5 separate regions of the Mus musculus genome follow, and all the other regions are linked to region 1. Evidence: chromatin contacts called from public HiChIP or PLAC-seq and promoter capture Hi-C data. All regions are on one chromosome and are shown on one strand. Each heading gives the region's core, a stretch centred on a gene start, on an enhancer-like site or on the middle of the called end of the contact. The rest is flanking DNA. Distances are from core to core; before and after follow the strand shown.

What was found. Promoter capture Hi-C pulls out the DNA fragments that hold promoters and counts their contacts. HiChIP or PLAC-seq counts read pairs in DNA pulled down with a chosen protein or histone mark.
Region 2: an H3K4me3 HiChIP or PLAC-seq map of embryonic forebrain shows a contact between it and region 1, with 11 times the contacts expected there. The contact joins the promoter of St6galnac6 here to the promoter of Zer1 in region 1. A contact is called at or near these places in 1 of 39 promoter capture datasets (liver) and 1 of 115 datasets of contacts at active chromatin or transcription factors (embryonic forebrain).
Region 3: a promoter capture Hi-C map of liver shows a contact between it and region 1, with 3 times the contacts expected there. The contact joins the promoter of Dpm2 here to the promoter of Zer1 in region 1. A contact is called at or near these places in 2 of 39 promoter capture datasets (embryonic stem cells and liver).
Region 4: a promoter capture Hi-C map of pre-B cells shows a contact between it and region 1, with 2.8 times the contacts expected there. The contact joins the promoter of Lcn2 here to the promoter of Zer1 in region 1. A contact is called at or near these places in 3 of 39 promoter capture datasets (embryonic stem cells, liver and pre-B cells) and 2 of 115 datasets of contacts at active chromatin or transcription factors (double positive thymocytes and kidney).
Region 5: a contact with region 1 is called in a promoter capture Hi-C map of hippocampal neurons, with 3 times the contacts expected there. The contact joins the promoter of Dnm1 here to the promoter of Zer1 in region 1. A contact is called at or near these places in 4 of 39 promoter capture datasets (embryonic stem cells, hippocampal neurons, liver and 1 more), 1 of 115 datasets of contacts at active chromatin or transcription factors (thymic regulatory T cells) and 1 of 9 other capture datasets (pancreatic islet).

The regions. Positions count from the first base shown.
Region 1 is chr2:30,122,714-30,127,329 of GRCm38.p6, reverse strand. It overlaps Zer1 (zyg-11 related, cell cycle regulator), which reads left to right and starts at 2,719. Exons shown (of 16, transcript NM_001290503.1): 1 at 2,719-3,054.
Region 2 is chr2:32,604,658-32,609,273 of GRCm38.p6, reverse strand. St6galnac6 (ST6 (alpha-N-acetyl-neuraminyl-2,3-beta-galactosyl-1,3)-N-acetylgalactosaminide alpha-2,6-sialyltransferase 6) reads right to left here and starts at 2,289. Exons shown (of 7, transcript NM_016973.3): 1 at 2,163-2,289; 2 at 1,178-1,232; 3 at 1-48. The coding sequence starts at 1,203. It overlaps Gm52551 (a long non-coding RNA gene), which reads left to right and starts at 1,373. Exons shown (of 2, transcript XR_003954025.1): 1 at 1,373-1,501.
Region 3 is chr2:32,568,620-32,573,235 of GRCm38.p6, reverse strand. Dpm2 (dolichol-phosphate (beta-D) mannosyltransferase 2) reads right to left here and starts at 2,378. Exons shown (of 4, transcript NM_010073.2): 1 at 2,324-2,378; 2 at 1,941-2,030; 3 at 837-939; 4 at 1-277. The coding sequence starts at 2,326. The coding sequence ends at 219. It overlaps Fam102a (family with sequence similarity 102, member A), which reads right to left. Exons shown (of 11, transcript NM_153560.4): 11 at 3,486-4,616.
Region 4 is chr2:32,384,942-32,389,557 of GRCm38.p6, reverse strand. It overlaps Lcn2 (lipocalin 2), which reads left to right and starts at 1,819. Exons shown (of 6, transcript NM_008491.1): 1 at 1,819-1,978; 2 at 2,394-2,530; 3 at 3,517-3,602; 4 at 3,733-3,852; 5 at 4,038-4,139. The coding sequence starts at 1,841.
Region 5 is chr2:32,351,045-32,355,660 of GRCm38.p6, reverse strand. It overlaps Dnm1 (dynamin 1), which reads left to right and starts at 2,332. Exons shown (of 23, transcript NM_001301737.1): 1 at 2,332-2,612. The coding sequence starts at 2,452. It also overlaps the pseudogene Gm52590.

The DNA.
Region 1 (4,616 bases), core at 1,470-3,969:
TGACCCCTAAAGCAGAGCGTGGTGGCACACGACTTTAATCCCAGCACTTAGGAGGCAGGGCAGGCGAATTTCTGAGTTTGAGACCAGCCTGGTCTACAGAGTAAGTTCCAGGACAGCCAGGGCTATACAGAGAAACCCTGTCTCAAAAAACCAAAAAAAAAAAAAAAAAAAGATTGACCCCCATCTTTGAATTCCAGGAATAAATCTCACTTGGTCATTTTACTGGCTGGTTTAATGTTAACTCGACACAGGATAGAGTCATCTGAAAGAAGGGAACCTTCACTGAGAAAATGCCTGCATAAAAATTTAGATGTGGGCTGGAGAGATTCCTCAGTGGGTAAGAGCACTGACTGCTCTTCCGAAGGCCCTGAGTTCAAATCCCAACAACTACATGGTGGGTCACAACCATCCATAATGAAATCTGATGCCCTCTTCTAGGGTGTCTGAAGAATGACACCTATATGAAGTGTACTTACATATAATAAATAAATAAATCTTTAAAAAATACTTAGATGTATCAGCCCACTTGTTGTACACACCTTCAATCCCAGTGCATGGGAGGCAGAGGCAGGTGATCTCTGAGTTTAACCCCAGCCTGGCCTATAGTGTGAGACAGAGTTACACAGAGAAATCCTGCCTCAAACAAACAAAGATGAGCAAACAAGTGACCTCCATGACCTCTGCATGGACTCCAGCCTCCAGGCTTCTGCCATCTGAGTTCCTGCTCTGACCTCCTTCAAAGACTATGATGGACAAGTGTGTGCCCAATAAACTTTTTCCTCCACAACTTGCTTTTGGTCATGGTGTTTCCTCACAGCAATAGTGACCCTAAACTAAGACAGTCGTGCATGTAGAATTGTTTCAATACATTGCTGAGTTAGGATTGCCATACACAGGGTGTTATGTGACAATTTTTTCCTAGAAAGTTAACAACATGCATGTCTACTCACCCCGGATAGGGAATTCCGGACAGACCAAATATACCACCACAGTCCAGTTTGGTGAGCTAGTGAGTTTTATTGGTATTACTTACAGGAACAGAAATGACTCAAAGACAGTGGCATGACCAAGGCACATCTCTGCGAAGATGACAGTTCAGAAAAGCTGGAAACCTATAGCACAGAGCATAGTCTGCAGAGAGCTAAACAGACTGGGAAATGTACTTTCCACCTGACTGTGGTCTAAATCTCTCATAGGCAGCTCAGCTTGTTTCCTCTTCTTACATGTAGCTGGTCTGGTCTCAGTATCTTCTTTGCAGCTCAGCTTGACTAAGAACTCTCAACTTTTTATTCTTTTCTCTGGCAGGGAGGGTCTTAGTGAATCTGGTTAGTTTCAGGGACTTCCTGAACCTATTTTGAGTTATTTACCTTCCTACTTAAGGTATCTACTTTCTCTTTTCTTTTATTTTTTCTCCTTTTCTTGTTTTGTTTTTTGTTTTAGAGACATGGTTATTTTGTGTAGTTTTGGCTGTCATGGAACTAGCTTAAACTAACGGAATCTGCCTATCTCTGCTTCCTGAGTGCTAAGATTAAGGTGTATGTATAGTATTTTGTGTGTGTGTGTGCGCGCGCTCAATGATAGAATTCCTGTCTGCCACAGGACCTGGGTTTGAGCCTCCACATCCCCTCCCTTCTTTCTCTCTAACCTCACTCCAGGGCATTCCTTAAGCAAAAAGTGTTGTTAGTTTACCAGATGTGGAGGGCAGTAAGAAAAATGTTTAAGCCTACTGCCTGATTGTTTGAGCTTAGAATGACAGAGATGCAAAGAGCCCACACTGATTTCAACTGTGAACGTTCTGGACAGGAGACCAGAAGGAAACAATTTACTGAGGGACTGGGTAAGGAGAGAAGGTAGATGAAAAGTCTGGATGCCCTGATTGTGAGACTGCAGAAGGAACGAAGGGATTTGTGTTCGGAGGCTATGGTAGAAATCAAGAGAAGAAATGGTGATGGGGCCAGTGAGATGGCCCAGCATGTAAGGGTGCTTGGTACAAGCATGGTGAGGACTGAATTTGATCCCTGAAACCAACGTGGCTGGTGTAGAGAACCCTCTCCAGCCAACAGTGCTCTGATCTCCTGCACATGTGCATATGCATGCACACATATAAATAAATGGGAAAAAAATCTTAAAATGAAAAGGAAGTATAGACCAGAGAGCTTGTTCGGTTCCTACGTTTGTGGGGCTTACAACTACCTGTAACTTCAGCTTCATGGGCTCCGGGGCTATTGTCCTCAGCAGGCAGCTGCCGTCACGTGCATAAGCACATATACACTTATGTACATAATTAAAATAATATTTTTGAAAGATAAAATGATGGACAGTAGGGCACTATTGGAGGAAGAGAGAAACAACTGTTAAGAGATCCTTGGTGACTAGAAGAAAACGCAGTGGCCAAGAACAGCCTCACTCCTGCTATCTGACAGCTCCTGGGTGAATGGCCCTTTTCGTGAAGGAAAGAAGGAGGAGCACATTTTGAGGGGCAATGTGGTGGCTGCTTAGAGACCGCCCAAAAGACGTCGGGTTGGGCACCGGGTGAGTCAGCACTAACTAGGTAAGATGGAGTCAATCCTGTCCTGAACCTGCTCCTGCGAGTTAGCCCCTCGCTAGAAGGAACCCTGGAAGCTAACGTGGAGACTGGGGCCTCAGCTTGGGCAGGAGCAGCCCAGAGAACCCGGAACCTTCAGCCGCCTCCGCCCACGTTCGCGGCGGGACAAGACGAGAGAACCCCTCCTCTGCTGCTAAGGGGCGGCCCGGAAGTGACGCTTTGTTGACAGCACACCCGCAGCCACAGGCTCTCCAAGCCTTCGGAACAGGATCGGGGGGAGGGGCTGGGCCCGGAGCCAAGCAGCCGGCGGCCCGAGGGCAAGGGAACGGCCTCCGTCCGGGGCTCCGGTCGCAGCATTCCCGCCCTGCCCCGCCCCGCCCCGCCGACCCGGACCCGGACCGGATCCGACCTCCTGCGGCGCTTTGGCCGCCGATTCCCCCGGGCCGCAGCCTCCGCTTGTAAGCCTGCGAAGCATCCTGTCTCCCCGTTGAGGGCCGCCCCCTCCTAGGGTACGTCCTAAATGCCGAGCCAAGAGACGTACCTGCATCCTTTTCTTCACCCTGTCTCAGGGTCTAAGCATTGTCGCTGCGACTCCTTGCAGAGGTCCACCACAGGCTAGTGGTGGGATGGCGCTCGTCGCCTGCCACCCAGGTCTGAGGATTTTGCCTTGAAAATTGAGCTCTCTCTAGAATGAGAACGACGCTCGCCCTTGCAAAATGGGGGCTCAACGTAGGGCTTAGGAGGCCAGCCTCTGCCCCTCCTACCTGTTGGATGAGTTTAGGTCTTCTCCCAACCCCCGAAGCCGTGCTACTTAAAAGCTTAGGGATGGCTTGGCTCCTGGATCAGCTCCCAAAATGCGATGCCAAGGTACAAGATAGTGCAACAGGGTCGGAAAAGAGCGGGTGGGCTTGCTGAAGATCAATGGCTCCCATAGGTGAGGTGAAACTAAAACTGACCGCTCTGGCTAGCTCTGGGTAGATTTAGCTGCTCTTTAACCAGTCAAAGCTTCCCCGGGTTTGCTTGTGCCTTGTGTGTATGACAGAGACGGGAGGGGGAGCAGAGGGTTGGGGGTAGTGGTGCCTAATGCCTGGGAAAAGCTAACTCAATGATGTTTCTGACAGAATGGTTCTCTACAGGCTTCAAGTTAGAGTGACCGGTGGAGATAGCATTGAAAGGGGGGTCACAGAAGCTATGCTTTGACCAAGAGGTTCTTGTTAGGTATGAAGGGTCGATGTGCTTTGCCTTATTCAGTAAATAAACGTACAACATGTTTGATAGTAATAGGTGTCACGAAGCAGAGACTGGGACCTCTGTATAGAATGGTCAGGGAAGGTCTCTAATGAGGTTTCTGTCTGAGCAGAGATGAGTGAGGTAGAAAGTCATTACAGCTTTCTGGGGGCTCAGCATTCAGCAGCAGGCGCAAAGATCCTGTGGTGGCAAGAGAACCCGCTTGGGTCTGAATGAAGGAGGCAGAGTGGGTGGCAAGGAAATCAAGTGAGAAGAAATAACCGCAGGGAACATATTAGGGACTGGCTTGTGATGCAGGGTTGATTTGTAATTTTTGAAATGTTGGAGAAGAATCAATTGTCTGAGGTGACAAATGACCAATGTACTTCAGCCCTGTGTTTTAAGTGCCCTCTTGCTGTCTGTACTGAACATCCATGGCAGAAATTAAAAGAGATTTCTGCGGGAAAGTCATGTCACATTACTGTTTCCTCGTAGTTAGAATGTGAGCAGGTGACCTTCTGCCTCGGTCTTTCCATCTGTAGAATAGGACTGCTAAGCTACAGGGTGCATGTGTGGCAGTGTGGTACATGACAGGAGGGATCCACCCACGACACAGTCCTGCAGCCCTTCTTTCTAGCATCAGCTGGAGGCATCACCAGCTCTGTCTGACTCCCCTGGCTCATAGGATTTGTAGGAATACTGGGGGAAGCTAAGTAGAACTTTATGACACCATTCACTGGTAAAAGTAATGGTCTGTTCTTCGGGGTATCTGTGACCTTGGCCTTGATTGTTTGTTGTGTTTGTTTAGACAAGTTCTCACTCTGTAGTGAGACTGGCAACGGCC
Region 2 (4,616 bases), core at 1,040-3,539, 2.5 Mb before region 1:
GGCCAGCGTCCGGCAGGTGGCCCGGGGGGCAGGGTTGTGGGGTCACACCTGCAAGCCACCAGAAAGGGTTATGGCCGGAGGCCCTCCCCTGGATGCGGCTGGATCTCAGGTCGCGCCTCTACCCAACAGCTCTCCCAAGTTTAAGGTTCAGGGCTGTTTCTGTTTTGTCCTGGTTCCCACTCATACTTCAAGCAGGGATGGTCCAAAAGTTTCCTAGGTCCTGACACCCTCCTCACAGGCCTTTGAACCCCAGGGCTCAGTGAATTCGGTCATTGGTCAATGTGATCTTGGGGTCAAGGGCAAGCCTTCCTGCCCCGCCCAGCTGTGTGCCTCACTCTATAACCCTCCCTTCCCTCCCACCACTGGGCCTGGCCCTTCTACACTTCCAAGCCCCAACCTGTAAGCAGGCCATAAGAGGGCATCCAGCCCACTTCCTCTGGCAGCTACAGCCCAAAAACGCAAAAAAGGGCTGGCATAGAGAGGAAGAAAACTAGGCTGGATCCTCAAAGGGGATCCCCAGATCAGAGCGCGCGCTCCCCGGGGAGCCTCTCGGCTCCGGTCACTATCTCCGCCCCCTGACCTAGCTGCGGTTTACTCCTACTCCAGGAATAGCTAGAAACCTCCAGGCTAGAGTGCCACACACACCGCTCCTGATTGGCCAGGCCTGGCTCCTCCCATTGCCAAGCACGACCCCACCCCGTGGCAGCTCCCACTACCATCCCCAGGCTTCATGGTTCCCCTGTGCCATCCCAGTATCTTCAGTCAGAGACCCCAGACTTCTGTCTGTCCCCAGCGGGCAGTTCAGGAAACAGGCTTAATGGAAGGGAGGCGTGGCTTGTCCGTGGACTCAAACCGTTAGGTCAGAAGACAGGAGGCCAGAATCCTAGAGTCGCCCCCATTAACCCTGACACCTCCAGCATTCAAAGCTCCCCTGGGTCTGGCCACAGCTCCCAGACAGACCACCGTCTTACTACCCTGTCTTGCGCATGCCCCGTGCTCCAGACACTTGGAGCACTCCAGGTCCCAGGCCCACGCCCCACTTTCCCACCTTTGCCTGAGCAGTGCCCTCAGCCAGGACTACGGTTCCCCCGGTCAGGCCCGTCACGGTCCTGCTCTGAGAACGCCATGGTCAGAACAGCGTATCAGGTGCCAGTGCGAATGTCGGGTCCACACTTACTGGCTGGGGGGCCTCGAGCAAGCCATGTGACCTCTCTGAGCCTCAGTTTCCTCATCTGTGAAATGGGAATAAGAACTGGTAACTCCTGGGGCGACTGGAAAGATGCATGCATTTGTGAAAAGGAGAGCCGAAGGCTTGAAAGTACTATATCAGAAATCCTAAGCCTTCGGGTTACTCCGTTCAATGCCCGCCCCTGCACAAGCCTGTCCCAGAAACAATCCTCCCCCTCTTGACCCCAAGCCGGGGACTTCCCTTATATTACGAAACATGCTCCGGAGCTACGCAAAGCATCGCCTGCCTACACACTTTTCAAGGCAACGCCTGGTAGGTGCTCTTGCTCCCCATTTCACAGATGAGGAGACTGAGGGATCAGAGAGGCAACGCGCCTCGCAGGGAGCAGGAGCAAGCGGGGGAGGGGGGAATCTTGTAGTGTTTGTTTACAGGGCGGAGCCTGAAAGGGTCTCCCGGGAGGGTCCCCTTGTAGCCTGTGCGTGCGCCAGACATCTAGTTCGGCTCGGAGTGGCCAGGCCTGGTGGGGAGCTGCTGACTCCGCTGGGGAGGTGGCAGCCCAGAAGCCTAGACTCAGCTCCAAGGCTGGACCTGCGGAGGCTGAGCTCTGGGCTGAGGGTGAGGGCCGCACCCTGAGCTCGCTCTGGGGCTTCTCCAGGTGACGGGAGCAGGGTACCCCCGAGTGCCTCGTGAGAGGCTCAGCCCCGCTCCCCATCTTCTGCCGCTGCACCCTAGGGTCAAGCATCCTATCCTGACCCCGGCTCTGCAGGGGAGGGGTGCGGGGCCGCGGCAGGGTCGCCCCATCTCCAACACGAGAGGCCCAAAGAATCCCGCTAGATCTCGGGGTGCAGTTAGCAAGCAGAGTGGGTCTCGGGGAGCCCTGGGGCTCCCCCCTTATCAGCGGCTCCCCACTGCCGAGGCGCAAGCACAAGCCCCCTCCCGCTCTGCTGCCCGCCCCCGCGCAGCACCGGCTCACCTCCGCCGGGGAGCGCCCGGCCCCCCGCGGCCCCCGCACCCCGTCACATGGCGCCGGGAGCCGAGAACCGGGGTCCGCGCCGCTCTGGCCGCCCAGGCCCCGCCGCAGCTCCAGCCCGCCGGGTCCTAGCGCCGGCGCTCGCAGTCCCGTTAGGGCCGAGCGAGAGGGCGGAGCCTCAGGCTGCGGATGGCCCCGCCCCAGGGAGGTGCCAGAGAGGAGAGACGCTCTCCCACAGCACCCTCGTGCCCCGCGCCCCATCCCAAATCTCATCCATTTCTCTCTCTCCAAATGGACACCAGGACCTCGGATGGGGAATCCGAAACGCGGAGATCACTGGGTTCGAACTCTGGTTATTAATTACCTGGACTCCCCCTCGTAGAGACCCAGTAACCATCCCCTAGGCAGCTTGGTACTTCATCTCCTTATCTCCGGAAAATGGAGAGAGCAACGTTTGAAAACGTAGCTTTTGATGGGCCTGGTAGCTTAGAGGCCTGCACCCTACTTAGGAGATAGAAGAGGGCGGAAGACTGTTGCAAGTTCAAGGCCAGCCTGATAGACATAGTGAGTACCGGGCCGGCCAGGGGTACATGGAGAGATCTTGGCTCAACTCTCTTCATCCTACCCTCAAATATTCGTTGCACTATTTTATGTGACTAAAAGGAAGCAATCTGGACCCAACCAACTGGATGGCTCAGCAGTTACAAATACTGGCAACTCTTCTAGAGGACCTGGGGTCCACTCCCAGCACAGTCCTAGGAGGATCTGTCGCCCTCTTCTGGCATCCATGGGTACTGCACATATATGTGGTACACAGACATGTGGAAGCAAAACATCCATACACATAAAATAAAATGAAAAATTAAAGAAAAATGCAACCTGAGGGCTAGGGAGATAGTCAATATGTCAGACTCGATGCCGTGTTCTGCTTCTGTCTTTCGAAACAGGGTTTCTTGGTGTAGCCCTGGCTGTCCTGAAACTTGCTCTCTAGACCAAGCTGGCATTGAACTCACAGAGATCCCTCTGCCTCCCCAAGTGGTGGGATTAAAGCCGTGTGCTACCCCCGCCCAGCGACGTCACGTGTTTGTAATCCCCATTCTGGGGGTGGGAAGAACAGGAGACCCCTCCAGCTAGCTTACCCTTTCTGGGCCTCCCAGGTCAAGGAAAGAACATTGGAGGCTGACCTTTGGCCTCCAGACATCCAGGGATGTGCATGTATGGACACAGGGATGTGCATATGTAGCCTGTTAGAAAGCTGGTTACATAAACAAAGACTGCCTACCCATAGTGTTCTAAGAGGCTGGGAACGAGGGTTAACGTGCATGCCTGAGAGGGTGATGGGGAGATTTAGGAAGAGAAAGCATGTTTAAAGAGTTCTGTTTTGTAATTACTTAGGAAAACATCATAGTAAAACTTTCCATTCCCCACCCTAGGTACCTATTAGGTCCTGCAGATGTACACAGTGAAGGTCACAGCTGGACAGTTTGAAACACAAGAGTAGAAATAGTCCAGATATCTACTAACAGGAGAATGGAAAGTTTGTTTGTTTGGTTTGATTTGGTTTTCTTTCTTTCTTTCTTTCTTTCTTTCTTTCTTTCTTTCTTTCTTTCTTTTTTTTCTTCGAGATAGGGTTTCTCTGTGTAGCCCTGGCTGTCCTGGATCTCTCTCTGTAGACCAAGCTGGCCTTGAACTCAGAAATCCGCCTGCCTCTGCCTCCCAAGTGATTGATTTGGTTTTCAAGACAAAGGTTCTTCTGGGTAGCCTTAGCTGTCTTGGGACTCGATTTGTAGACCTGGCTGGCCTTAAACTCAGATCCACCTCTGCTGTGCTGGGATTAAAGGCATTTGTCATCACCACCTGGCAAGGGTTTTTGTTTTTGTTTTTTGTTTGTTTGTTTTTCGAGACAGGGTTTCTCTGTGTAGCCCTGGCTGTTCTGGAACTCACTCTGCAGACCAGGCTAGCCTTGAACTCAGAAATTCACCGGCCTCTGCCTCCCAAGTGCTGGGATTAAAGGTGTGTGCCACCATGCCCGGCTTGTTTTTGTTTTTTTAAGGAATATTTACACTGTGGACTATTACACGGCAGGGGCAATGATAAGCTATAGGAACGCTGGTGAATCTTGGAGACCCAAGGAGTGAAAATAACAAATGTAGCCTGGCAGAGGCACGCCTGTGATCCCAGCACACGGCTAGGGGAGTGGATGTAGTAGAGTCAAGGCTATCTTCTGCTAAATACCAAGTTCAAAGACAGCCAAATGAAATGGAAACCCTGGTTTTCTTCGGCTCCTTTTCCGAGGCCCCGCCTCCCGCTCTCACCCCGCCCCCTCCTTCATCCTGTCCCCTGCTTGTAGATTAGGATGTGGGTCTCAGCTTCTGCTCCAACACCATGCCAGCCGCTATGCTCCCCACCATGATGATAATGGACTAAGCGTCTATAACTATAAACAAACTATAACCC
Region 3 (4,616 bases), core at 1,129-3,628, 2.4 Mb before region 1:
GGGAAGTGAGAGGCTTCCCAACCCACCTTTCTCTTGGCTTCTAAAAGGATGACCAAGAGAGAGAGGGCTCCAGGTTGTCAAACTGAGAAGAAAACAGCCCCATGTCCCAAAGAGGGCTGCAGTGCAGCCAGCTTGACCATCTTGTAAGCTGTGACCCTTGGTCCCTTTTCTGGAGGAGATATGGAGAAGGCCCCTACAGCCTCATCCCTGCTGGACCTTCACTGAGCCTTCTTGGTTATCTTCTGGCTCTTCAGCATCACATAGGTGATGAACAATCCTGTAATACACAGAATAGGAGGGACTGGGAGGATTGGAGTGGAAGCTAGGTGGCCAGGCATGCAAGGTCAGGCTCCCAACCAACCCCCCTAGGGGTGCATCTTTGCAGTCATTCACTAGGTCACACAGCCACTGAGGGTCAGTTAACTATCACCAAAATGGTGCAAGGCTAACCACCTGTGCATCATCCGGCCATGTGGTTCCTCAGTCAACCCAAGCACTCTTTTAGGCTCCTGGGCTAGAGCTTAGAATAGCGTAACAGCAAAGACACAGTTCCCAACCCACAGAGCCGTAAGAGATGCCAGGGTGACTTGAGGCAGGAACATTGAAGAGATGAAGATGAAGCTGAGACAGGAAAGAAAGGGGAGCCATGTCCTCATTGCCCCAGGAACCTGAAAACTGGGAACACCACTAGAGGAGCTTCTGCCCGTGGCCTTTAAGGAATAGGAAAGCCCCGGGGAGCATTGGTGACAAGGAGAGTCTAAGCAGATGTACAGCAGGTGCCAGCATGTGGAAGCACGCTGCCTTCCAGACACCCTGCCCCAGATCGGGAGACTTACCCACAAATAGGAGCAGCAGGAGGCCTGCGGCCAACGGGAGGAGGACGGCGTAGGCGCGGGGCAGGAAGTATTTGTGGATGACATGCTGGCTGTCAATGAATGGCTGGCACCAAGGGCAAGAGCTCTGGTGAGTACTGCTCACCTTACTCAGCCCCAAAGGGAAGCCGTCCCACCTCCCCCTGGCAGCACTGGATACTGAGGGCCCACCTTGATAGCATCCCCAAGCGTGGATATGTATCATAACAAGAGACCCACCATATTGTCTCTGTATTGTTGAATACTGCCTGGGCCTTGTGAGTGCTGGAAACCATCCTTTTTGATTTCTGAGGCCCTGGCTGACCTCACCAAGCTGCCCTCCCCCCTTCTTCTGCCTTCTGAGAACTCTAGGTCTTTTAAAGAGGTCTTTATTTTTTGATCATGCATTTGTGCCTGTGAGTCCAGGTGTACTTTCATCCAAGCCCTGGATCTCCAATCTAACTCCTAACACAACTTAAGCAGCAATGGCGTTCCGTTCCAGGGACTTTTGCTGGGTCTCCTGGAGCTGGAGTTACAGATGGTTGTAGCTGGCCATGTGGGTGCTGGAACTTGAACCCCAGTCCTCTGGAGAATCAGCCAGTTCTCTTCATCACCGAAGGTCAGCCCACCTAACTTTCCTCTCTGAAGGATACCAAGTACTGCAAGATGCCCCTTTCCAAGCACAGTGTACTTTAAAACAATAACTAACAAAATTTCCCACATTAAAGAGAGAGGCAGAGAGAGAGAGAGAGAGAGAGAGAGAGAGAGAGAGACTTGAGATGTTAATAAACTCCACCGGCGACTGCTACACCCAGGAACCTGCTGGCTAACCAGGAGGACAAACACAAAATAAAGCCTCACTGTGCGGCAGTTCAGAGGCTGAGAAACAGCCTTCTCCCCGAGTCTTAGCCTCCTCATCTATAAAATGTAGACACCATCTGCAAGCACCATAGTGTAGATTTCGTGAGATTAGAGCTAGCTAAACATCCAGACGCTGGCACACAGACGCTGATTAAGTCGCGTTAGGAAACTGGCTTAGAGATCCAGAGCAAAATGAAGGTGAGCGGGGTGGGGGTGGGGCACACATACCAAGAGAATCACCCAAGTGGTGTAGTAGGTGAAGATGATCAAGCTAACGGCGACAAGGCCAAATCCTACTGCTTGGTCTGTCCCGGTGGCCTGGAGAAAAATAAAGGCTCAGCAGGCGAGATGGCTCGTGTACAAGCACTAACGGAGGGTCGGAGCAGCCGGTTTACACTCCAAACCTCTCATTCATTTAGAACCACGGAGGGCTTACTAGAAGTGGCTCTCGGGTTTAGAAAGCCACGTCAGGCCTCGTGTCACCTGTCTGCAAGCGGTGGAGAGAGCGATCTGGGTTTGGAGAGCCCAACTCCATCTCCCAAGGAGACTCTTACTCAGAGCCCCGACCCCTGGTACCCTCAAATCACACATGTACTCCACCCCAGGCTCACCATCTCTCCAGCGTTCCGCCGGAGCAACAAAATACATCCGGTTCCTGGTTTAGGCCTTTCCGGCTTGTAAATCACGTGACACGCGGAGACTCGTCTGAGCTGACGTGCGGGCACTTTTCCCCGCCCTCCAGTGCATGTCGGGAAATGTAGTTTCTGCAGGGAACTGTAGGGCCGGGAGCTCAGACTTTCAGGTTTTTGTGGCTACATCCCTGTCAGACCCTTCCCAAACAATAATCATTTAAACATTATCCTACAGTCCCAAGCCAGAGTGAGATGTACCCCAGAGTTGGAAGTCCCGGAAAGGGATAGATCATAATGAGTTGGTTGTTGAAGCAGACATCAGAATTCAAAGGCTCTACATTCTGGCCTTGAAACTGTTAATGGAAGAGTCTGTATAGAATGACCACCACTGGCCTGGCCTATGAGAATTTCCACTGGTTGGCTTCCTAGGGAACTTTCTAGGCTTCCCTTCATTGTCCACTGCCAGAGGTTTCAGAATGGCCCTCTTAGAACCAAGGGGCGCTGGGCCAAATTATCTTTCATGCTTTTCTTCTGTTTCTCACCCAGAACACTACTCTCATGGCATATGGGGCTAGCTGCTGTAGATCCATTCTTCTCCAAATGCTACACCATGCAGGTTATCCATTTCTGCAACCAGAGGCAACAGCTCCCTCTTTGTGCCCTGACAGGTATTTTTAACCAGTTTCTTCGATGATTAGGACCAAAAGTGGGGCTTTAAGATCCCCGAATTGATGCTGGGCATGGTGGTGCATTTCTGTAGTCCCAACACTCTGGAGGCATGAGGAGTAGTAGGTCTCCTTAAACCTCATGGCTAAAGGAAACCTTATAAATACCAAATAAAAACGTTTTATTCTTTCCCCAAAACCAGAGTGAGACACCGTCTCAAACAAGAAGAGGTTCAGGAGTAACAGGTGTTCTCCGACCTTTGTCAAGTGCCCATTCATATTCATACAAACATGTGTGGACATATATGTAATATGTATGTGTGTGTTTGTGGTGAGCATTATGACTGGGGTCAGACTGGAGAACACTAACCTACTTTCCCCAGCATGTCATCTTACACATACATGGCTAACTCCTGTTAGCAGCCCCCAAGTCAACACGGTGATGAGAATGAAAAGAAACACCAACAAAAAGCAGTAACAAAAACATCGGCATTTAATTCCACCCCCAAACCAAACATTGACACTAGGCTGATTTCCCCATATGACATAATTTTCTATTATAAGCTGAGACAGATATGAACAGCCCACGGAATGGGGTGCAGTGGTAACCTGGTTAGAAAGGAATAACACAAAAGCAAATTCTCCCCACAGAAGAAGATGGGCCTGCTCATCCTGCCAGACCACGTGGTCAGCTGTAGGGTAACCAGAAAAGAACCCTAAAAATATTGCAGATCTTTTATATCTCTCTAATAGAAACATTAAACTGTCTTACAGGTCCCAAACTGGCATTGCATAGACCAATTCCTTTTCAAAAATACCTCTAATATATCCTCTATCTTTGTATATAGAATTTGAAGTCCAGGTGCTCTGGGCACCCGTGGGGATCACTGAGCGCAGGAGGAAAGGCTCTTAGCCTCTGGCTGCCACCAGTGTTCATTTGGTTGTGGTCATGTTTTCAGCTAAGTTATCCTGGCCCAGTGCCTGGAAGCAGAGGATGTGGCAGCTCTCGTCTACTGGAGTGGCCATCCAGTCCCAGACCTTGGCTTGAGTTAGGCAGGGGCTCTTGGTTTGGGGCAGTCTTCCTGACAGTACCAACTGCTTGGTTTGGAGCCCTGGAATTTAGAACTAGACCAAAACAATGCTGACTGGGGAAGGTAGTAGACAAGCACACTAGGGCTCTGTCCATCTTCTGGTGGTCACCTCACCTAGGAACAGAGCTGCCAGAGTCCCTTAAAGTGCCAGGCACCTGCTGGGCAGGATGGAATCTGAGCTGCCGGAACCTTCTCTAGCCATGTTCTGCCTTGCCTTGGCAGCATCTTCTAACATTCATCTGCTGATTAAAACAACGGCTACAGAACCTATAGAAATGATCTGGTCCTGACACCAGGCAGCTCTAAGACCACAGCCCCAACTTTTGCTAGCTGAGGAAGACACAAACTAGGCAAGGACCTTCCCAACCTGGGGAGTCCAGCCATCCCCACCCACAGAAACAATGTCCCATACTCGCCTATCCCCAGCCCTGCTGGGGTGCAGGTGGAATGGGGAACAGAGGCACCTATCTCCCCTTGTTGGGGTGGAAGGAATACAAGAACTGTGAACTCAGGAGG
Region 4 (4,616 bases), core at 570-3,069, 2.3 Mb before region 1:
GTTTCTTTGTACTGTTGGAGATAGAACTTGGGGTCTCCCATGTGCTGGATAAAACACCAGAGAGCTACATCCCCAGCTCACGGATACCTTTTAAGGTCACAAAGAGTAGAAGGGGTGGATCTCCTAGTGCTGAGCTAGAAGGGTGGAGAGGTCACCCGTGCCTCAAGAGTGACAGGCTCTGGTGGCCACATCATCCCCACAGCTTGGCTTAGCTTTACTTCCTGCTCTTTCATCATATAGGGACCTGAGGGGACAGATTCTAGTGTTGTAGTCTCTCTGGTATGGGGGAGAGAGAAGGCTACATCCTAGGTGTGGGTTGTGTGAGGCTGTAGCCTACTTATCAGCTTAAGGTCCCCCTCTAAGCTTTCCCTGTGACTAACCTCCCCAGAGCTAGGCAGCAGTGGAGAGGGAGAGGTCAGGAGCAGCAAACAGGTAAATCAATGGCCCCTTTGGTCCTGCCCAGGGCCAGAGGACTTCAGTCCAGCTTCAGGTCAGATGTTCAGAAGCAGATCCTGAGTAGGCCACCTGGGGGGCGGGAAACGGCACAGTATAGCATCTGGGATCCATCACTACCTTCAATTGATGTCGGCCAGGCCCCAGTGAGGGAGGAAAGGGCTTTCTCCAGGACTAAGCTCGAATCAACTGGGGGAGGGAGAGCCCTGAAGCCGGGCCACTAGGTTCCCCTGCTCAAGGTTATGGCCAGGGACAGAGGGATGCCTTCTCAAGGGAGGATGACTTAAGGAGAAGGTAGAAACTTGCTTCTGCCCAAAGTAACTGGAGTACACAGGGCAGTGTGGAGACACACCCACTTTCCCCAAGGGCTCCTGCTCCCCCAAGTGATCCCCTTATCCTCCGTGCTAAGATGACACCGAGGTTGCAGTCCTTACCTTTGAAAGCAGCCACAAGGGCGTGGGGGTGCACACCTTTAATCCCAGCACTCGGGAGGCAGAGGCAGGCAGATTTCTGAGTTCGAGACCAGCCTGGTCTACAAAGTGAATTCCAGGACAGCCAGGGCTATACAGAGAAACCCTGTCTTGAAAAAAAAAGAGAAAGAAAAAAGAAAAAAAAAAATGAAAGCAGCCACATCTAAGGACTACGTGGCACAGGAGAGGGTGAGTCCCTGAGAGTTCAGCTGCTGCCCTGTCTGTTCCTGTAAATGGCAGTGGGGTCATGGGAAAGTGAAGGGGCTCAAGGTATTGGACACTTCCAGGATAATCTTTTGGACGCCTCACCCTGTGCCAGGACCAAGGCTGAGCTTGGCAGGCTCAGAACAGGGTGTCCTGTTCTTCCCTGTCTAAAACATTCACTCTCAGCTTGCTCACCCTTCCCCAGACAAGGAAGCTGCACAGGGTCTGGTGTTCAGATGGCTTTGGCTTACAGCAGGTGTGGGTGTGGGGTAGGAGGCAGGGGGTAGGGGTGGGGGAAGCCTGTACTATACTCACTATCCTGTTTCTGACCCTCTAGGACTCCTACAGGGTTATGGGAGTGGACAGGCAGTCCAGATCTGAGCTGCTGACCCACAAGCAGTGCCCTGTGCCTGCCAGAATCCAAAGCCCTGGGAATGTCCCTCTGGTCCCCCTCTGTCCCCTGCAGCCCTTCCTGTTGCTCAACCTTGCACAGTTCCGACCTGGGGGAGAGAGGGACAGAAATCTTGCCAAGTATTTCAACAGAATGTACTGGCAATTACTTCATGGCTTCCTGGACTTGGTAAAGGATGGACTACCCCGCCCAACAGGGGGGCTGGCAGCCAGGTAGGCCCATAAAAAGCCCGCTGGGGAGTCCTCCTCACTCTCTGCTCTTCCTCCTCCAGCACACATCAGACCTAGTAGCTGTGGAAACCATGGCCCTGAGTGTCATGTGTCTGGGCCTTGCCCTGCTTGGGGTCCTGCAGAGCCAGGCCCAGGACTCAACTCAGAACTTGATCCCTGCCCCATCTCTGCTCACTGTCCCCCTGCAGCCAGACTTCCGGAGCGATCAGGTAGGACCCTGAAGGGCTGCTGCAGGAGAGGCTGGGGAAACAGGGCAGATGGGAGGAGAAGCCAAAGGTTTCACGGGCAGCGCTGGGTAGGATGGCTAGGACTCTGGGAGGCCAGTGTCCAGGCTTCTACACATGATCATTCTGTGTCCTAGGGGATGCCACATCTCATGCTGCTCAGATAGCCACTCTGACAGTAACCCCTTGCCCAAAACCACCCCATCCTGCTAACTCAGGGTTAACTCCATCTAGGATCTTGTCTAGCCTTGGAAGAGGCTAACTCCTGCCAGTATCTCTAGACAGACAGAGTCTGGGGCTCTGCTGCCCTCCAGCTGGGGTGCCTGAAGGTACCCAGAGGAACAGAGCAGGAGGAGCGGCCTGCGAGGCCATCCCTGGCTCTACCTCTCATTTCTTGCAGTTCCGGGGCAGGTGGTACGTTGTGGGCCTGGCAGGCAATGCGGTCCAGAAAAAAACAGAAGGCAGCTTTACGATGTACAGCACCATCTATGAGCTACAAGAGAACAATAGCTACAATGTCACCTCCATCCTGGTCAGGTGAAGCCCTGTCACAGCCCGGAACTGGGTGGTTTCTTGCTCTTTTCTTCTCCCATTCCTGACTTCTGTCAAAGTGAGAAGGACACACAAGCCACAGAAAACAAGAGGGAGAAGCTAGGGAGATGCCACATAAGCAGGAGATTCTGAGTTCGGTTCCCAGGAATAAGCATCAAGGAGCCGGGTGTGGTACCTAGTCCTGGGGAGGAGGGGTCAGGAGCCCTAGGACTTGCTGGGCAGCCAATGTAATCCAATCATTGAGCTCACCTTCTCTCAAAATTTAGGTGGAAGGACTGGGGAGAAGGCTCAGTGGTTAGGAGCACTGGTTACTCCTCTGTTGAGTGGAATAGCCCCGGGGCATTTCACCCTGTGCCAAGGCTTGGTCAGGGGCTTCTGCAAGGAGAACTGTGGCTTAATTGGAGCAAGGGAGAGTGGAAAGAATAGTGAAGGAGAGGGCAGGCAGTCAGTGGGGGAGGTGTGTGGGGGATGGAGGGTTGCGCCTGCAGAGGAGAGCCAGGGCCACCACCTGCATATGATAACTGCCTCTGGCAGATAGGTGGGCTGGAGTTGGAGCAAAATATCTGAGGAGCAAAGGGCAGGTGAATGGCAGGTTTGGGGGTGGGGGCTCAGCTATTTGTGGCAGGGGATTGAACGGGACTTAGGGAAATTTCACATTTGGTTAAAGGGTTGGGGGCATAGTGCTTAACTTGTAGTAGGCTGGCTGCTCAGGATTAACCAAGAGAGGCCGTAGAGATGGAGCAGAGAAAGAATGGGGAGAAAGGTCTTAGCAGGACCAGGCAGGGCAGACTCAAAAGGCCTAGGTGCATCTAAGATGGGTGGGCGGGGCCTCCTGCCAGGTTTGGTGGCAGGCTATTATGGGTTGGAGGAACAGGGGTGGGCGACATCAGAATGCTAGTCCCACCTGCTCTAGTCCAAAGGACACTCCAGCCTATGTCATATCCCTGTTCACTCTCATCTCTCTCCCACAGGGACCAGGACCAGGGCTGTCGCTACTGGATCAGAACATTTGTTCCAAGCTCCAGGGCTGGCCAGTTCACTCTGGGAAATATGCACAGTGAGTCCTGAATCCGGTGGGGTCCTTGTCCCTCCACTCATATTTTATTATGGGGAAAGCCACTCTGAAAGCTGGGGAGAACTCTTAGTTTGGACAGACAGAACCCATCCCTTGTTCTCCACGCCTTCAGGGTATCCTCAGGTACAGAGCTACAATGTGCAAGTGGCCACCACGGACTACAACCAGTTCGCCATGGTATTTTTCCGAAAGACTTCTGAAAACAAGCAATACTTCAAAATTACCCTGTATGGTGAGTTCTTGCGTGACCCTTAGGGATTCAACTTCAGGTTACACCCCAGTCTCAGCTTCAGCCCCCTTCAAGGAGTGGTCTTCTGCAGACCTCCACAGATAACAAGTCTGAGGGAGGGTTTGTTTGCTAGTCCAGTCAAACCTATGGAGTGACCTGTGGCTGCTCTCTGGCAATCTTGGTTGCAGGAAGAACCAAGGAGCTGTCCCCTGAACTGAAGGAACGTTTCACCCGCTTTGCCAAGTCTCTGGGCCTCAAGGACGACAACATCATCTTCTCTGTCCCCACCGGTAATGGCCAGTTGAGGAGACAGGGAAGGGATGTGGGAACTGTCCAAGCTGGTACTGACCTGCCAGGGGAAGGAAAGACTTAATCCCCTGCTCTAGCCATCGGGATCCACTTTGAGGTCTGGGAGACTCTGTGACAGTCCTCAGCGATCTCAGTCAGGACTTGCCCTGATGAGGAGTCCAGATTCCTGTCCAAGCTTCCTCATTCTTGTCACCCCAAGCCTCCCACCTCTTCCAAGGGCTAGTTCCTCTCCAAACCCTGAACCTTGGGCCTGGTCCTGGGCCTACCCCTATCCCATAGCTTGAGAGACATTTTGCTTTCAAGTGACTTGGGTAGAAGACTCTGGGCTACACAGAGCCATCCGGTGAGAGGCTAGGTAGCCACCACTCCCCCACAGCAACCCTTGATGCCTCTCTTTCACACTGTCGGCTCCACAGAGGTCGCTCTGCTGCCCCAGCCATCAAAAAAGGCCCAGGCAG
Region 5 (4,616 bases), core at 1,083-3,582, 2.2 Mb before region 1:
TGTGCACCACCACGCTCAGTGAGAGTGTTCTTTCTTTCTTTCTCTCTTTCTTTCTTTCTTTCTTTCTTTCTTTCTTTCTTTCTTTCTTTCTTTCTTTTTTTTTTTTTTATTTTTTTTTTTAGATTTATTTATTTATTATATGTAAGTACACTGTAGCTGTCTTCAGACACTCCAGAAGAGGGCGCCAGATCTCATTACGGATGGTTGTGAGCCACCATGTGGTTGCTGGGATTTGAACTCCGGACCTTCGGAAGAGCAGTCGGGTGCTCTTACCCACTGAGCCATCTCACCAGCCCCCTTTCTTTCTTTTTTTAATTATATGTAAGTACACTGTAGCTGACTTCAGACACTCCAGAAGAGAGAGTCAGATCTCCTTACGGATGGTTGTGAGCCACCATGTGGTTGCTGGGATTTGAACTCATGACCTTTGGAAGAGCAGTCAGTGCTCTTAACCACTGAGCCATCTCACCAGCCCGAGAGTGTGGTTTTAACAGTAAGTTTTACCACTGTGTTTAAGGGGTGAAATCATAATACTTAGCTGGCAGGAGAGACGTCATGATCTAGAAAGTGGTTTTCCCAAGGTGTGCTGACCCTGTGAGGTCCCCAAATGTGGGGAAACTCAACTGCACTATTTGTAGCAGTGGAGCACTAGAGTCACACTTTCCCCTCAGAAGGATAAAGAAGAATAACAAAAGCTCAGTTGCAATGGTCCAGACAGACATCTTCAAACTGTATGCCCAGCCTAACTTGATGGTGCTGGTCACCTTGGCTCACATCCCTGTCCTCTCTAGGCTGGCTGAGAATAGCGGCTCTGGATGAGGGGTATTGGGGCTGGTGTTTCAGCTCCTGGATTTCTGATGTGGTTGGCATGGTTGTTAATGAGGGTCAATGCACACCAGGTCTGGGCTGGGCCTCACACAGACATTCTATTTTGTCATTGTGCCAACTCTACAGATTAGATAGCTATGACCCAGAAATGACCCAGAGGTAAGGTCTGGGTGGTTCTCCCCTAACTGGAAATCCCTTCTCACTGGGCTCATGGTCCACACACTTCTAGTCTCTGTTCCAGCATTATTATCCTGTATGAGTTAACAACACAAGCCCTGCCCCAGCCCTGCTCTCCACTCATCACCCCCGGAAAGAGTCATATTTATTGGCATATGACCCCTCCCTTTTCCACTTGACTTTGAGCCACTTGTAGGTGGCTTGTCACTGCCTTGTCTCTGGGGTCTAGCGGGAGCTAGCCTGCTCAGCAACCACACATTCAGTGGGTGAAAAAAATGGATAGTCTCTAATGCCTAGGGCACTTCCCTAGTCTCAGAACATAGAAGTGACCCGATAACCCTCTCTTTCTTGGCTTCTTTGTCAGGAGTCCTAACTAGGTCCTTCTTGATGCAAAAGTGAGTAGCCGAACCTAGATCCAACTATCTGTCTGTGTGAAAAGGACAGGCAAGTATGGCTGCAAGAACCCCTGGTTTGAATAGCACTATTTGCCACTCTGGGCCTGGCGCTCATCCTCTTGGAGCCTTAGAGTTCAAGACAAGAACTTTTGCCTCTCCTCGGCAGCACTTCCTAGGTATTGGGGCCTTTGCACTTCCTGTCCACTCCATCAGGGTGTCGGGCCCCTTCTTATCAGTTAGGTTCCCTTTCAAAGGTAATTTCTTTGGAAAACCTTTGCCCCCTTCTGGCTAATGTGACTTTCCAAGCCCTGTTGGTTTTCTCTGTTTCTTCTAGTACAAACGCTCTTCTGTGTCCCGTCTATCCCACCACCTGTAAGATCTCTGAGTGTAAAGTCCCTAGCTGTTCTGCCGAGTTTTGTGTCTGTAAACTTAGGAAGGGGTCTAGCTTATCATGGGCTCCTGGTAATTTGTTGAATCAATGGTTTTTCTTTCTTCCTCCTAGAACCAGAAACACTGAGGCCCCAGGATAGGAAGGAATATGCTGCAGATTTTTGATTAGTGTCAGAACCTAGACTAGAAAGGCTAAGTGGACTAGGGTTGACTTTGGTCAGCTGACTGCAGCAGCCTGTGGGTGCCAGATCTTCCCTCTAAGGCCTCAGTTTCTCCACTGGGAATAACTGCTGAAATGAAGTAATCATGACCACCACATACTAGCCCATTTCTAGAGTTAGCACCCCTAGCCATCACCAAAAGTATTATCTTCGGTGCAGCATCCGTATCCCAGAAACACAGGTAAGTCTCCCGAAAGCCGCAGAAGAAGAAAACGACAACACCCATGGCGCCCCGCGTTGCGTCTGCGCATAGTGACCAGTCCGCGAATCCCCGCGCGCCATCTAGCGGCGGCCTGGAGAAGCGCTCCGCTCGGATCCCCGAGGGGCGGGGGACCCGCGGCGCACGCAGTCGGGATATTCGGCTGCAGCCGCGAAGCCGGGGGCCAAGAGCCAGAGCAGGAGCGGCGGCCGGATCGCAGCCCGCCGGGCCCGCCGCAACCATGGGCAACCGCGGCATGGAAGACCTCATCCCGCTGGTTAACCGGTTACAGGACGCCTTCTCCGCCATCGGCCAGAACGCGGACCTCGACCTGCCGCAGATCGCCGTGGTAGGCGGCCAGAGCGCCGGCAAGAGCTCGGTGCTGGAGAATTTCGTGGGCAGGTAGGAGCGGCGCGGACACCCGCATCACGGTGCCCCGGGTCCCCACCCCGGGATCCGACGGTCTGGGCGCTGCTCTAGCGGACCGAGCGCCCCCGCCCCCCGCTTGAGTCCTGGGGTCCGCAGCGCCCCCGCCAGCCCGCGGATATCAGTGGAGTCCCCCCACTCACGCCCCCTCGTTCACCCCATCGTCTGTAGAGCGACCTCGGCAGAGAGCTGTCCTTGATCGCCAATACCCTCACCGAGGGGGCCCACATTACTCAGCGCCTCACTGGGAGCTGAGAGCACCCAGAGGGCAATATCCCCTTCCTGGGCTCCTTGGAACCCGCTCTGACCCCATGGGAATTCCTGGTCGTGACAGGGGACAGCCCCCTCCCCCAGTCCCTAGAAAAGGACACAGCCCCATAGGCATCGGAGACCAGGCACAACCCCCCCACCCCGCACACGCACAGGCGCGCGCGCGCGCGCGCGCACACACACACACACACACACACACACACACACACACACACACACACACACACCTCTGCGGCTCCCGCCGCCATCCGTGCGCAGAGAGGCAGAGGGGGAGGCGCGGGCTGCGGTGCGAGGAAAGGAAGGGGGGGGATGGCAGCGGGAGGAGAAGCGGCCTGTGAGCCTCTACGGAGCAGCCTGCCTTCGCTGCACCCCTTGGGAAGGGGCTGCTTGTCAGCGTCCTCCTCCCCTGGCCTGGCAGAAGGGTTGTGATGGAGAGAAAAGGCGGCAGAGGGCAGAGATGACTAAGTCCAGGAGGCAGGATGGCGAGGAGGGGGGTGGTGAGCCATTGCAGAACCTAATCCTCCTCTGGCCTCTGATCCCACAAGGCTCTGGGAAGGCCAGGTGGCAGAGTGGAGGAGAGCCTTAGAGACAAAGGGTCTTGGACTTAGAGGGGGCAAGCAGGGTCGTGACCCCCCTCCGCACCACCTCCCTAGGCTCCTTTGGAGCTAGGGAAGACAGAAGTGGCATTTCTGGTTCTTAGAAAGAGCAGCTCATTCTAAGCTCAGGTGCACTCTGGGAAGGGGACTGCCAGGACCAGAGAGGATGCACCAGTGCTAACCTTGACCCCTCACCCGCTAGGTGCAAGCTCTCATCTTTCTAGAAAGTCTTGCTTTCTTGCAATGACCTTCATGGCTAAGGAAATGACAGGCGTGAGGGAGAGGGAGGCGGCGGCGGCCCCTCCTTCCAGAGAGGAACAAGCATTCTGTGGGGTGACAGCTGGGTCTAAGCCAGGTGCTGCTGGAAAACCTTGGGCAAGTCACTTGCCTTTACCAAACCTCAGTGTAGTATGGACAGACTGGAGGGTTGATGCCACCACTTACACGTCCTGGGAAGCCACTGTGAACCCACCCCGGGGTGGGGGTGGGGTGGCGGGAGGAAGGGGGCCTGAGTGAGAACCATGTAGTGGTGAGATGTAGACGTGCCACAGTGGAAGTAGCTCTGTCTGTCTTGTCAGCAGAGAGGAGCAGCTGTCTCTGGATCATGTGACCCCAGAGCTGCAGATACAGGCAAGAAACCATATAGATGAGCCCCTTCCCGGGGGTCCAGCAGTCAGGGCTGTTGGGGATGGAGGAATGTCCAGCGCCCTGAAGACAGGGCCGTGGAGGGGTGTCGTGCACTTTACAGTGTGCATACCACAGCCCCATCTCCCATGCTCTGAGCATTTGCTGTTCTAAGCCAGACTGTGTGCTCTAGTTAGGGGGTGCAAACTGGAGCCCTTCCCTGCTTTGCTGTAGCCCCTGTGATGCAAACACAGTGGTGTCCACCCTATAGACGGGCAACTGAAATTAGATGCTTTTCTCAAGGTCACATATTCCCAAAGAGTGACACCTGTCAGACTCCATCTTGATCCTGCATTGGTCATGGGGACTGATTGGAGTGTAGACATCTGATTTCCCATTTGTAGAATGGGGACCCCTGGAAGCTTACCCGGACCTCCTAAACCAGTACAAAAGCCATTTGCTAAATCCATGGAAGAGAGACGCTTTGAGA